Regions from separate parts of the Sus scrofa genome. Here region 2 is linked to region 1. A link is a contact called in public Hi-C data. All regions are on one chromosome and are shown on one strand. The core of a region is the stretch at or near the end of the contact, and the rest is flanking DNA. Distances in the headings are between cores, read along the strand shown.

Region 1 (5,564 bases), core at 1,670-4,169:
GCCAACCTGTGGACTGGGAGAAAATACCTGCAAATGATGCGACTGACAAGGGCTTAATTTCCAGAATATACAAATGGTTCATACAACTCAATAACAACAACAACAAAAAAACAAGCCCAAAACAAAAAATAACCCAATCAAAAAATGGGCAGAAGACTTGAATAGACATTTCTCCAGAGAAGACACAGAGCTAGACAACTGGCGTGTAAAAATAGCTCGATATCGCAGAGCAATATAAATCAAAACCACAATGAGGGACCACCTCGCAGTGGTCAGAATGGCCATCATTAAAAAGTCTACAGGGGTCCCCTGGTGGCCTAGTGGTGGGATTCAACATGGTCACTGCCGTGGCTCAGGTTCAATCTCCGGCCTGGGAACTTTGGGCATGGCCAAAAAAAGTCTACAAATCACAAATGCCGGAGAGGGTGTGGAGACACAGGAGCCCTCCTCCACGGTTAGGGACACAACCACTATGGAAAACAGTATGGAAGTTCTTTTAAAAACTAAAGATAGAGCTAGTATAGGGTTCAGCAATCCCACTCCTGGGCATATATCCAGAGGAAACTCTAAGTCGAAGAGGTAGATGCACCTCAGTGTTCCCAGCAGCACTACTTAACAACAGCCAAGACATGGAAAGAGCCTAACTGTCCACTGACAGATGAATGGATAAAGAAGATGAATGGACTGCTACTCAGTCATAAAAAAGAATGAAATAATACCAGTTGCAGCAACATGATGGGCCTAGAGATTACTAAGTTAAGTAAGTCAGAAAGAGAAAAACAAGGAGTTTGCCTTGTGGCTCAGCCGTAATGAACCTGAATAGTATCCATGAGGATGAGGGTTCCATCCCTGGCCTCACTCAGTAGGTTAAGGGCTTGGTGTTACCGTGAGCTGCAGTGTAGGTGGCAGACACACATCAGGTAGGGCATTGCTATGGCTGTGGCGTAGGATGGCAGCTGCAGCTCCAGCTCCTATTTGACCCCCAGTCTGGGAACTTCCATATGCTGAGGGTGCAGCCCTAAAAAAAAAAAAAAAAAAAAAAAGAGAGAGAGAGAGAGATAAATGTATGTTATCATTTAAATGTGTAATCTAAAATATGATACAAAGGAACTTATCTATGAAACAGATTCACAGACATAGAAAATAAACTTATGGTTACTAAAAGGGAAAGGGGGTGGGGGGACAAATTAGGAGTTTGGGATTAGCAAATGCACACTGCCATAAATAAAATAGATAGACAGGAGTTCCCATCACGGCTCAGCGGAAATGAATCTGACTAGCATTCCTGAGGTTGAGGGTAGGATCCCTGGCCTCGCTCAGTGGGTTAAGGATCTGGTGATGCCGTGAGCTGTGGCATAGGTCGCAAACGCGACTCGGATCCCGCATTGCTGTGGCTGTGGTGTAGGCCAGCAGCTACAGCTCTGATAGGACCCCTAGACTGGGAATATCCATATGCTGAGGGTGCGGCCCTAAAAGAATAAAATAAATAAAATAAAATAGATAAACAACAAGGTCCTATTGTATAGCACAGGGAATTATATTCAATATCCTATAATAAATCATAGTGAAAAAGAATATGAAGTAGAATAGGTACATACATATAACTGAATCACTTTGCTCTACACCAGAAACTAACACAACATTGTAAATCAACTATAATTTAACTTAAAAAATTTGAGGGCGTTCCCATTGTGGCTCAGCTGTAACAAACCCAACTGGTATCCATGAGGACATGGGTTCGATCCCTGGCCTCGCTCAGGGGGTTAAGGATCTAGGGTTGCCTAGAGCTGTGGTATAGGTTGCAGATGAGGCTGCGACCCCACGTGGCGGTGGCGGTGGCTTCAGCCAGCAGCTGCAGCTCCAAATGGACCCCTAGCCTGGGAACTTCCATATGCCACAGGTGTAGTCCTAAAAAGAAAAAAAAAAAAAATCTATTTGAGATAATAAGTAAATAATTGAGCAAAAATCTAGATCTGATTCTGCATTCCCCTAGGGGTTTAGGCACTTTCAATAACTCCCCAGTGCCCTAGGATCAAGTTTAAACTCTCAGGCGGTATTCAAAGCCCTTTGGCACCAGGCACCAGGGATTGGCACCTCCTCCGGGAAGCCCTCTAGAGGAAGCGGGCGCCCTCTTCTGGAAGAGAGACGTCAGCACGTCTGGGGTACCGCCCCTTGCCGCCGCAGCGGAGACCCCGCCCCATCCCTCAAACACTCCCCGCATCACGTGGTCCCAGCCCCCTTACAGCTGGGGGTGCAACCCCGCGAGGGTGAGCCCGGGAACCCCAGGTGAGAGCTTCTGGGCTCGTGGGGGGCTGGGCTCCCTGAGCGGTGGAAACTCAGGCCTGTTCAGGCCTAAGAACCTGTCTGGAGCGTCCTTCAGACCAAGACCAATGGAGGGGGTGGGAATTAACCCCGTTCAGTGCCTACTCCACGTGGGAATGGTTTAGAGTTGGGCTTTCTGTCGAGCAGGAGGGAATCCCGGCTCATTCACTTCCTATCAGCACGTGTCCTTGGGGGAGTCTCTGTTTCTTGGCCTTTGGCTGCCAGCATGAAATGAAACAGTCGCCCTAAGTAAGTCATTAATGAATGACAGCTTGTTGGCACAGCCCATTTAAGCAAAGCGTGAACCCTCAGACCAGGGAAGATGTTCAGGGTGGCTGGAGCACAACCCTGTTTGGCGACAGGCTTCCCCTTCCTCACCTGGGGTGCCAGGTCCTCCTGGGGGTGCTTACTTCAGTGGTTTTTGAATGCTTGTCTCCCTGGAGGTGCCACCTACAAGGGAGACTGCTACCCGGGTTTCCAGTTGCCCCATGTCCTGAAGGGGCTGGCAGGTTGGAGCCTCTGCGATGGTCTCTCTCTCTCTGTCTCTGTCTCTCCCAGGGCCTGCCTTCTGCTGTTGGTCCCTGCAGGTGGACAGACATGTCTTGGCAGGTGGCTGTGGAGGGCTCCAGCGCAGAGGACCCTGTTCTCAGCCCCCGAGACAGCTGTGGGCTCTTCCAGGAGGATGTGGAAGAAACCGGCTCCCAGTCAGGCCTGGCCCCACACCTGCAGGAGGAAGCTCTGGGGCTCCAGTTTGGGCTGGCAGCAGGAAGAGGGTCCACCCGGAAGAGGCCCTTCAAGGTGCCAGCTGCCAGGCTGTGGGTGCACCTGGGGCCAGTGTGGAGGCCAAGGCCCGCCTGGTGGTCCCTGCGCTGCAAGCTGTGGGACAGAGGCAGGACTTGCTGCCTGGCCCCAGGCTCCATATCCAGTTGCCCACAGTGCCTGCCCAGGGGAGGGCCCAGACCTGCAAGAGGCTCCTGGTTTCTCTCCATGACATCTTAGCTGGCAGTGGGCCCAGGAATCTTTGGAGCATGTCTGTGGGGGCAAGAAAGAAAAGCAGGATGTGTGAGGCCCCCTTAGAGGGTGAGGAGGGGGCTGGCGGCTTGTGTCTTGGCCAGAGCCCTGGTGGGGACAAGCCCCAGTCTGGGGGAGGCCTCTCACATGGTGCTGATGTGGAGTCTGTGGGAGTTTCTTGCAGGCCACTTTCTTGCAAGGACACTGGGTCTGGGCCTGCAGACCCAGGCGGAAGTTGGGAGGAGTGTGCCTCAGGGATTGAGAAGTTGGAATCTTTGCCCATTGCAGGGGATGGGGCCCCACCAGACACACCCTGTGCCCCTGTCGAGCCCCCAGTGTCCAGTGGAGGAGAGTTCCCTCAGCCAGCTACCCAGGCTCCTCCACAGAGCCCGGCACTGTGCCTGGGAGAGTCTGGAAAGGCTTCCCCAGAGTGGCAAGAAGCAGGGCAGAGCTTGGGGGCTGGTGGTGAGGATGGCCCTGACACCTCACATGACCAGGAGGAGCTAGAGGTCGAGGCTCAGCCAGTGTCTGGAGGGAGGCCAGAGCAGGGACTCACTGCTTCCACGGACACCTCTGCCAGCTCCCTGGAGCCTGCAGCCAGCAAAGCTAGATCAGGCCAGGCCGCAGGGCAGAGAAGATACAAGTATGCTACAAAGCTGAGAAGGGGGCCAGTGCCCTGTGCCCAGGATGGGGACACTGAGAGATGCTCAGACCACTCCAACCAGGAGCAACCAGAGGAGTCCAGCCCAGGAGGCTGCCCCAAACTGGTAAGTTGAGTCTGAGAGGTTGGCAGAGGGAGGGCATCATTATTTTCCGGAGTCCCTGAGTTCTGGGTTCAAATCTTTTTTTTTTTTTTTTTTCTTTTTGCCATTTCTTGGGCCGCTCCAGTGGCATATGAAGGTTCCCAGGCTAGGGGTCTAATTGGAGCTGTAGCTGCCGGCCTACACCAGAGCCACAGCAACACGGGATGCAAGCTGCATTTGCAACCAACACCACAGCTCACGGCAACGACAGATCCCTAACCCACTGAGCAAGGCCAGGGACCAAACCCGCAACCTCATGGTTCCTAGTCGGATTCATTAATCACTGCGCCACGACGGGAACTCCACTGGGTTCAAATCTTATCTCTGCTCACTTCCCAGCTGAGTGACCCTGGGATATTTTTTAACCTCTTTAAGTTTCTCATCTGTAAAAAAAACCCAGTCTAATGGGGTCGTTTTGAGGCTTGAATGGGATGATGGTGTAAAATGACGTGTCTCGCACAGCACAAGGTAAATTCATTTTATGTCAAATTTGCTTTTCCCCGAGTGTTACCATAGCCTTGCGAGATAGGCATTAGCCCTCTATTTCCCAGTGGGGAAACTGAGGCTCAGAAAAGTTAATGAACTTCTCCAAGCTCACACAGCAAGGAATTTGGGGCCTGGCCATTCCTTTCCAAATGTTCTTTTACTGATAATAAGAAGGGTGTTTTTATTAATAACCACAGCGAACATGTTTATCCACCAAAGGCAGAAGATGGCACTCCCTGTTTTGGATGTATATTTCTCACATAGTCGAATTTTTATCCCATTGAATAGGTGTTATGTGCTAGGCGCTTTTGATTTAGTCTTCGCACGAAGCCCAGAGAGGTAAGGTTACAAGCCCAAGGTCCCACAGCTGCTAAATGTCAGAGCCAGGATGCAGCCCCAGGCAGTCTGTCTGGAGAGCTTGCTGCACCGCTTAGCTGTGCACACTCTCCACTGGCGCCACAGCGACAACAGCCCCTGGCCTGCTTATCACGTGCTGGGTACTGTCCCGAGCACTTTATCTTCAATCTTCCTAACAATCCTCCAGGTAGATGCTGTTGGTATATACCCATTTTAATGATGTGGACCCTGAGGCTCAGACAGGTAAAAGGACTAGTTCAAGACTAAACAGCAAATTCGTAGACCCAGTGAGCTGCTTGTGTGATTTACCACTATTTGTTACTATAATTACATTTGAATGCGATTGCATTGCCTTTGTAAACATCACTCAGAAACGGTAATATTTAATTAAAAATGAAATGTTTGTTATAGAAAATAAGGAAGAAATCAAGATTCCCGTAATACCAATACTCAGAGCTATCTCCTGTTGACATTTTGGTAAATGCTCTTTCTTCCATCTTTTTCTATGCATGTATATCTCTTCTTGGCTGAGAAATGAGATCATGCAGGTCCAAATTTATAACTTGATTTTTTGGGTATTAAAAA
Region 2 (5,564 bases), core at 1,625-4,124, 240 kb before region 1:
TCGACAGTAGGATGTCCTGTTGGGACCTCTTCGTCCTCCTGTGGGGCTCAACATAAGGTAGATCCTCAAGCCAGAGGGCATATATCAAGGATACCAGCAATGATATTGGATCCGTTACCTGGTGTCTCATTCTGCCACTTTTTTTTTTTTTTTTTTTGGCCTTTTGCCTTTTCTAGGGCCGCTCCTGCCGAATATGGAGGTTCCCAGGGTAGGGGTCCAATCGGAGCTGTAGCCACCAGCCTATGCCAGAGCCACAGCAACGCCAGATCCGAACTGTGTCTGCGACCTATACCACAGCTCATGGCAATGCCAGATCCTTAACCCACTGAGCAAGGCCAGGGATTGAACCCACAAGCTCATGGTTCCTAGTCGGATTCGTTAACCACCGCGCCACGATGGGAACTCCTCATTCTGTCACTTAATCAGACATTCCTCTGACATTATTCCTAGACCCTGACTACCTCTTCAAACTCATCTCCTATCATTCTCTACTGCATCTCCATGCTCCAGCCAGCCTGGTCTTTCTCTCCTTGGGCAAACCAAGCTTGTTGCTACCTTTTACAGATGCTATATCCTCTGGAGAGCTGTTCTCTGCCATTTGGTAAGTATCTGCCCCCGTAACTTTCTATCTTATTTCTATTTTTTTCACACTTCAACTTTTTTTTTTTTTTTTTTTGGTCTTTTTGCCTTTTCTAGGGCCACTCCCACGGCATATGGAGCGTCCCAGGCTAAGGGTCTAATTGGAGCTATAGCCGCCGGCCTACACCAGAGCCACAGCAACACAGGATCTGAGCCGCGTCTACGACCTACACCACAGCTCATGGCAACGCCGGATCCTTAACCCACTGAGCAAGGCCAGGGATCGAACCCAAAACCTCATGGTTCCTAGTCAGATTCATTAACCACTGAGCCACAACGGGAACTCCTCACACTTCAACTTTATCTAATTCATTCGTTAACATATTTATTGTCTATCTTTCCCACTAGAACAGAAGATCAGTGGAGTCACTATCTTTTTCTTTTTTTTCTGGGCTGCACCTGCAGCATATGGACGTTCCTTGGCTAGAGGTCTAATTGGAGCTGTAGCTGCCGGCCTACGTATGCCACAGCCACAGCAACACTAGATTGGAGCCACATCTGTGACCTATGCCGCAGCCTGCAGCAATGCCAGATTTTTAACCCACTGAGTGAGGCCAGGAATTGAACCCACATCCTCATGGATACAAGTTGGGTTCTTAACCCACTGAGCCACAACAGGAACTCCAGCAGTCACTATCTTGATTTTTTTTTTTTTTTGGCCACACCTGTGGGACATGAAGTTTGCAGACCAGGGAACTAACCCATGCCACACCTGCAACCTGTGCCACAACTGCGACAATGTCAGATCCTTAACCCGTTGAGCCACAAGGGACTTCCTTGGTCTGTCTTTTCCACCGCTGTATCCTGTCCCCTTACCACAGTGCCCACCATAAAGCAAGGCTGCAATAACTACATGTTAATGAGGGAATGAACCCAGCAAGGTAGGTTTTCCACAGATTGGGAAACTCAGTTTTCACTGTGTCATAGGTAGTCTGGGAGTCTGGGGCTTGTGCTCTTAGCGTTGGTGAACACTGCTCCTTTTGGATACTCTAAATCTCTGTAGGCTGACACTTCTGGGTACTCTTGAAGTTTCTGCCTGCAGGACCCAAGATCCAGCTCAAGGAGCATCCTGGATTCTCATGGTCAGGTCCTAGGGCCTGAGCACAGTGTCAAGGATATGGGCTCTGGAAGAATGCTGGACCCACAACCTCTTTCTCTAGGCTTAGCAGCCTAGCCCAAGGTCCCAGGCACTGCCCTGCACAAAGATCCTGGGCACCACCCTAGTCCCACTGAGTTATAGCCTGTTCATATCTCCTCATGGCAGCACAGCAACCTACAACCACCCACCCACCCACACACACCCCTGCCCTAGCTTCTAGCCTGTAAGCTCTACACACACACACACACACACACACACACACACACCCTGCCCTAGCTTCTAGCCTGGAAGCTCTTCCCACACATCTCCAAAAAGTTCTTGTCCAGGAGCTCTGCCCCCAACCAGACCCCAGCTCCAAAGCTCTGTTCACGCACTACTGTTCCTGGCTTAGAAAACCTCACACAGGCACCTTCAGTCCGAATGCTCTGCCCACACCCACTCTCCCCTCTTTAGAAGCTCTGCACCCACATAAAGCCCCTCAACCCAGAAGCCCCACCCACACACACTTGTCAGCCCAGAAAACCTGCCTACAAGCCAATAAAAGCTCTCTCTGCCCAGAAGCCCGGTTCCAGAGTGGGGTCCCTTCTTCTGCAAGGTCTCCTTCCTGCTCCACCTCCCCCAGTACAAAGCCCCTGCAACCCCGAAAGTTTGCCCCTGCACTAGGGCCTACAGCACACGGACGCCTCTCTTAGCATCAAGGCCACGCCTACTGCCAAACCCCGCCCTCTCTAGTCCTCAGAGTGGGTCCTCACCAAAGCCCCCAGGAGCGTCTACATTTTAGAAGCCCCTCCCTCCGCTCCAATGTCCCGCCCCCACAAGAGGCCCCACCCGCAAAACGAAAGGAGGGGGCGGGGTCCCTCTGCGACCACATCCCCTCCCCCTCCCCTCGCCAGGATCCTGTCCGCGTGGGGGAGCAATTAGCAGCTTGGCCAACCTAACCCCCGAGCGCGCCCGTTGCCGGGCCAAGCCGGACCCGCGCTGCTCACCCATCTCCTCCCCCCGGCGTTTTCTGCTTCGCCGCCGCAGCTTCTGCGGGCAATATGTCGGAGGCGACGGCGGCCGGGAGAGGACTAACCGCCGCAGCCCAGTCCCCGGGTATCAGCTGCGCGCTACCGCTTCGCCGCCAAATTTGCATACAAGGCGGGCTAGCAGTTGGGGGCGCGCTTCTTAAAGGGGCCGCGCGGACAAAGGCAGAGCCGCGCGCTCTTTGTCTCGCGGTCCTCCACACCCTTCCTGCAGCTGCTGCCGAATAACCCAAGAGAGAGGGAAGCTGTCTCCTGCTCTTCCCTTGCGTACCTTCTCTCAGCTCCTCTTCGAAGATAAGGGAGGAGGTCAGAACCCCTCTCGGTTCCTGCATCCATGAGTGGTCCACTGGCGCCTCAAAACTCGCTTTGTCGCAAATTAGGCTTTTTTTTTTTCTGAACTCAGTGAATTTATTACATTTACAGTTGTACAATGATCATCACAACCCAATTTTATAGCATTTCCATCCGAAATCCCCAGCGCATGCCCCCACCCCCCAACCTGTCTCCTTTGGAAACCATAAGTTTTTCAAAGTCTGTGAGTCAGTATCTGTTCTGCAAAGTTCATTGTGTTTTTTTTTCAGATTCCACATGTAAGTGATAGCATTTGATGTTGGTGTCTCATTGTCTGAATGACTTCGCTTAGCATAATTTCTAAGTCCATCCATGTTGCTAAAAATGCTGTTATTTCTTTCCTTTTAATGGCTGAGTAATATTCCATTGTGTATATGCACCACATCTTTATCCATTCCTCTGTCAATGGACATTTGGGTTGTCTCCAAGTCTTGGCTATTGCAAATAGTGCTGCAATGAACATTGGAGTACACGTGTCTTTTTGAGTCACGGTTTTCTCTGGATAGATGCCCAAGGCTTTCATCTTTCTCTTTGGCCTTATTGTTCCTCCGTTTACCCCAATCAAAACCTGGGAGTCACTTCCTCTGTTCCATCAACCCCCACAACCAATCTTCCACCTAGTCTTGCTGACCCTAAGTTCTAGTTATTTCTCTTATCTGACCCTGCTCTTCTCTCACCACCTTAGTTCAAATCCTGATTTTGCCAGTTCCAAGACTTGAAATCTTGTTTCTTGCTCATTACTAGTAATATTCACTTTAAGGGTCTTGGTGAGGATTAAGTGAGATAATGCATGTAGAACAGTTTTGTTTTAGTTTTTTTATTTGTGCATGTGTGTGTTTTCTGTTTTGGGTTTGTTTTTTGTGGTTTTTGGTTTTTTGTTTTTTGTTTTTTTTTGCTTTTTAGGACCACACCCGCAGCATATGGAGGTTCCCAGGCTAGGAGTTGAATCTGAGCTGCAGCAATTGACCTTCGCTACAGCCACAGCCATAGCCACGTGGGATCCAAGCAGCGTCTATGACCTACACCACAGCTCACAGCAATGCTGGAGACTTAATTCACTGAGCGAGGGGGTGAGGCCAGGGATTGAACACTCATCCTCATGGATACTAGTCAGGTTTGTTACTGCTGAGTCACAGTGGGAACTCCTAGAACAGTTTGTTTTAAGAAAAGTTAGCCATCATTACTATTATTATGTTTGGCAAGTACTTAACACAAAGCACTCAATAAATGAGGTACTAGCACTCATTATTTCTATCCTCATAGGACTTACAAAGCTGTCTTAATCACATGGTACCCCATCACTTTAGCATGGTGTTTGACACATAATAGATAATAATATTCAATTAATTAAGTGATTTAGTAGATATTTAATTAATATTCACAGAGCTTACAGTTAAGTGGGAGGAGATGGACAGAAACAAAAATAGTAAATTCTGGGGGTTCCTGTCATGGCTCAGCGGAAATGAATCTGACTAGCATCCAAGAGGATGCAGGTTTGATCCCTGGCCTTTCTCAGTGGGTTAAGGATCCGACGTTGCAGTGAGCTCTGGTGTAGGTCTGGGATTTGGCTCAGATCCCGTGTTGCTAGGGCTGTGGCGTAGGCCAGCAGCACAGGTCCGATTCGACCCCTAGCCTCAGAACCTCCACTTGCTGCATGTGTGGCCCTAAAAAGACAAAAAAAAAAAAAAAAAAAAGTAAATTCTGTGTTATGTTAGAAGGGAATGATTCCTGTGGAGGAAAACAGGAAAGGGGGATGGGAGGTTGCAATTTAGAGTCTGGCTTCATTTAGAAGGTGACTTTTCAACAAACACTTGAAAGAAATGATTGTGTCAATCACACAGGTATCTGGAGAAAGGGGGCATTCCAGGCAGAGAGGAAAAGTCATTGGAAGGGACCTCAGGTATGAGCCTGCCTCTAGTGTTTTAAGAAACAGCAAGGAAGAGTCCCTGTTGTGCTCAGCAGGTTAAGAACCTGACTAGTATCGTGAGGATTTGGTTTTGATCCCTGGCCTGGCTCAGTGGGTTAAGGATCTGGCGTTGCCCCGCTGTAGGTGGCAGATGCGGTTTGGATCCTAGTTGCTGTGGCTGTGGTGTAGGCTGGCAGCTGCAGCTCCTGTTTGACCCCTAGCCTGGAAACTTCCATATGCCACAGGTGCAGCCCTAAGAAAAAAAAAAAAAGAAAGAGAAGAAAGAGAAAAAGAAACAGCAAGTAGGCTAGTGTAGCTCGGAATGGAATAAACAAGAGAGTTGGATGTGAGAAGGACTGGACCTGTGGCTTTTACTCTGAATGAGATAGGGAGCTACTGGAGGGTTTGAAATTTCATTCTGAAAGAATCTCTCCAACTTCCCTGTGAGGATAGTCTGTAGGAGCACAAGAATGGAATCAGGGAGACCAGGATGCTATGGCAAAGATCTTAGCAAGACATACTGATGGTTTGGACCAGATTGTGT

The links. A called contact is a pair of places that touch in the nucleus more often than the background predicts.
Region 2: a contact with region 1 is called in a Hi-C map of fetal heart ventricle, with 2.0 times the contacts expected there. The contact joins the promoter of TMEM39B here to the promoter of SPOCD1 in region 1. A contact is called at or near these places in 1 of 5 promoter capture datasets (liver), 22 of 47 Hi-C or Micro-C datasets (alveolar macrophages, blood, embryonic fibroblasts and 12 more) and 2 of 2 datasets of contacts at active chromatin or transcription factors (alveolar macrophages and skeletal muscle).

The regions. Positions count from the first base shown.
Region 1 is chr6:88,346,549-88,352,112 of Sscrofa11.1, reverse strand. SPOCD1 (SPOC domain-containing protein 1) reads left to right here and starts at 2,919. Exons shown (of 15, transcript XM_021097602.1): 1 at 2,919-3,043; 2 at 3,046-4,100. The coding sequence starts at 2,920.
Region 2 is chr6:88,582,601-88,588,164 of Sscrofa11.1, reverse strand. It overlaps TMEM39B (transmembrane protein 39B), which reads right to left and starts at 2,874. Exons shown (of 9, transcript XM_021095796.1): 1 at 2,725-2,874; 2 at 1-38. The coding sequence starts at 2,728.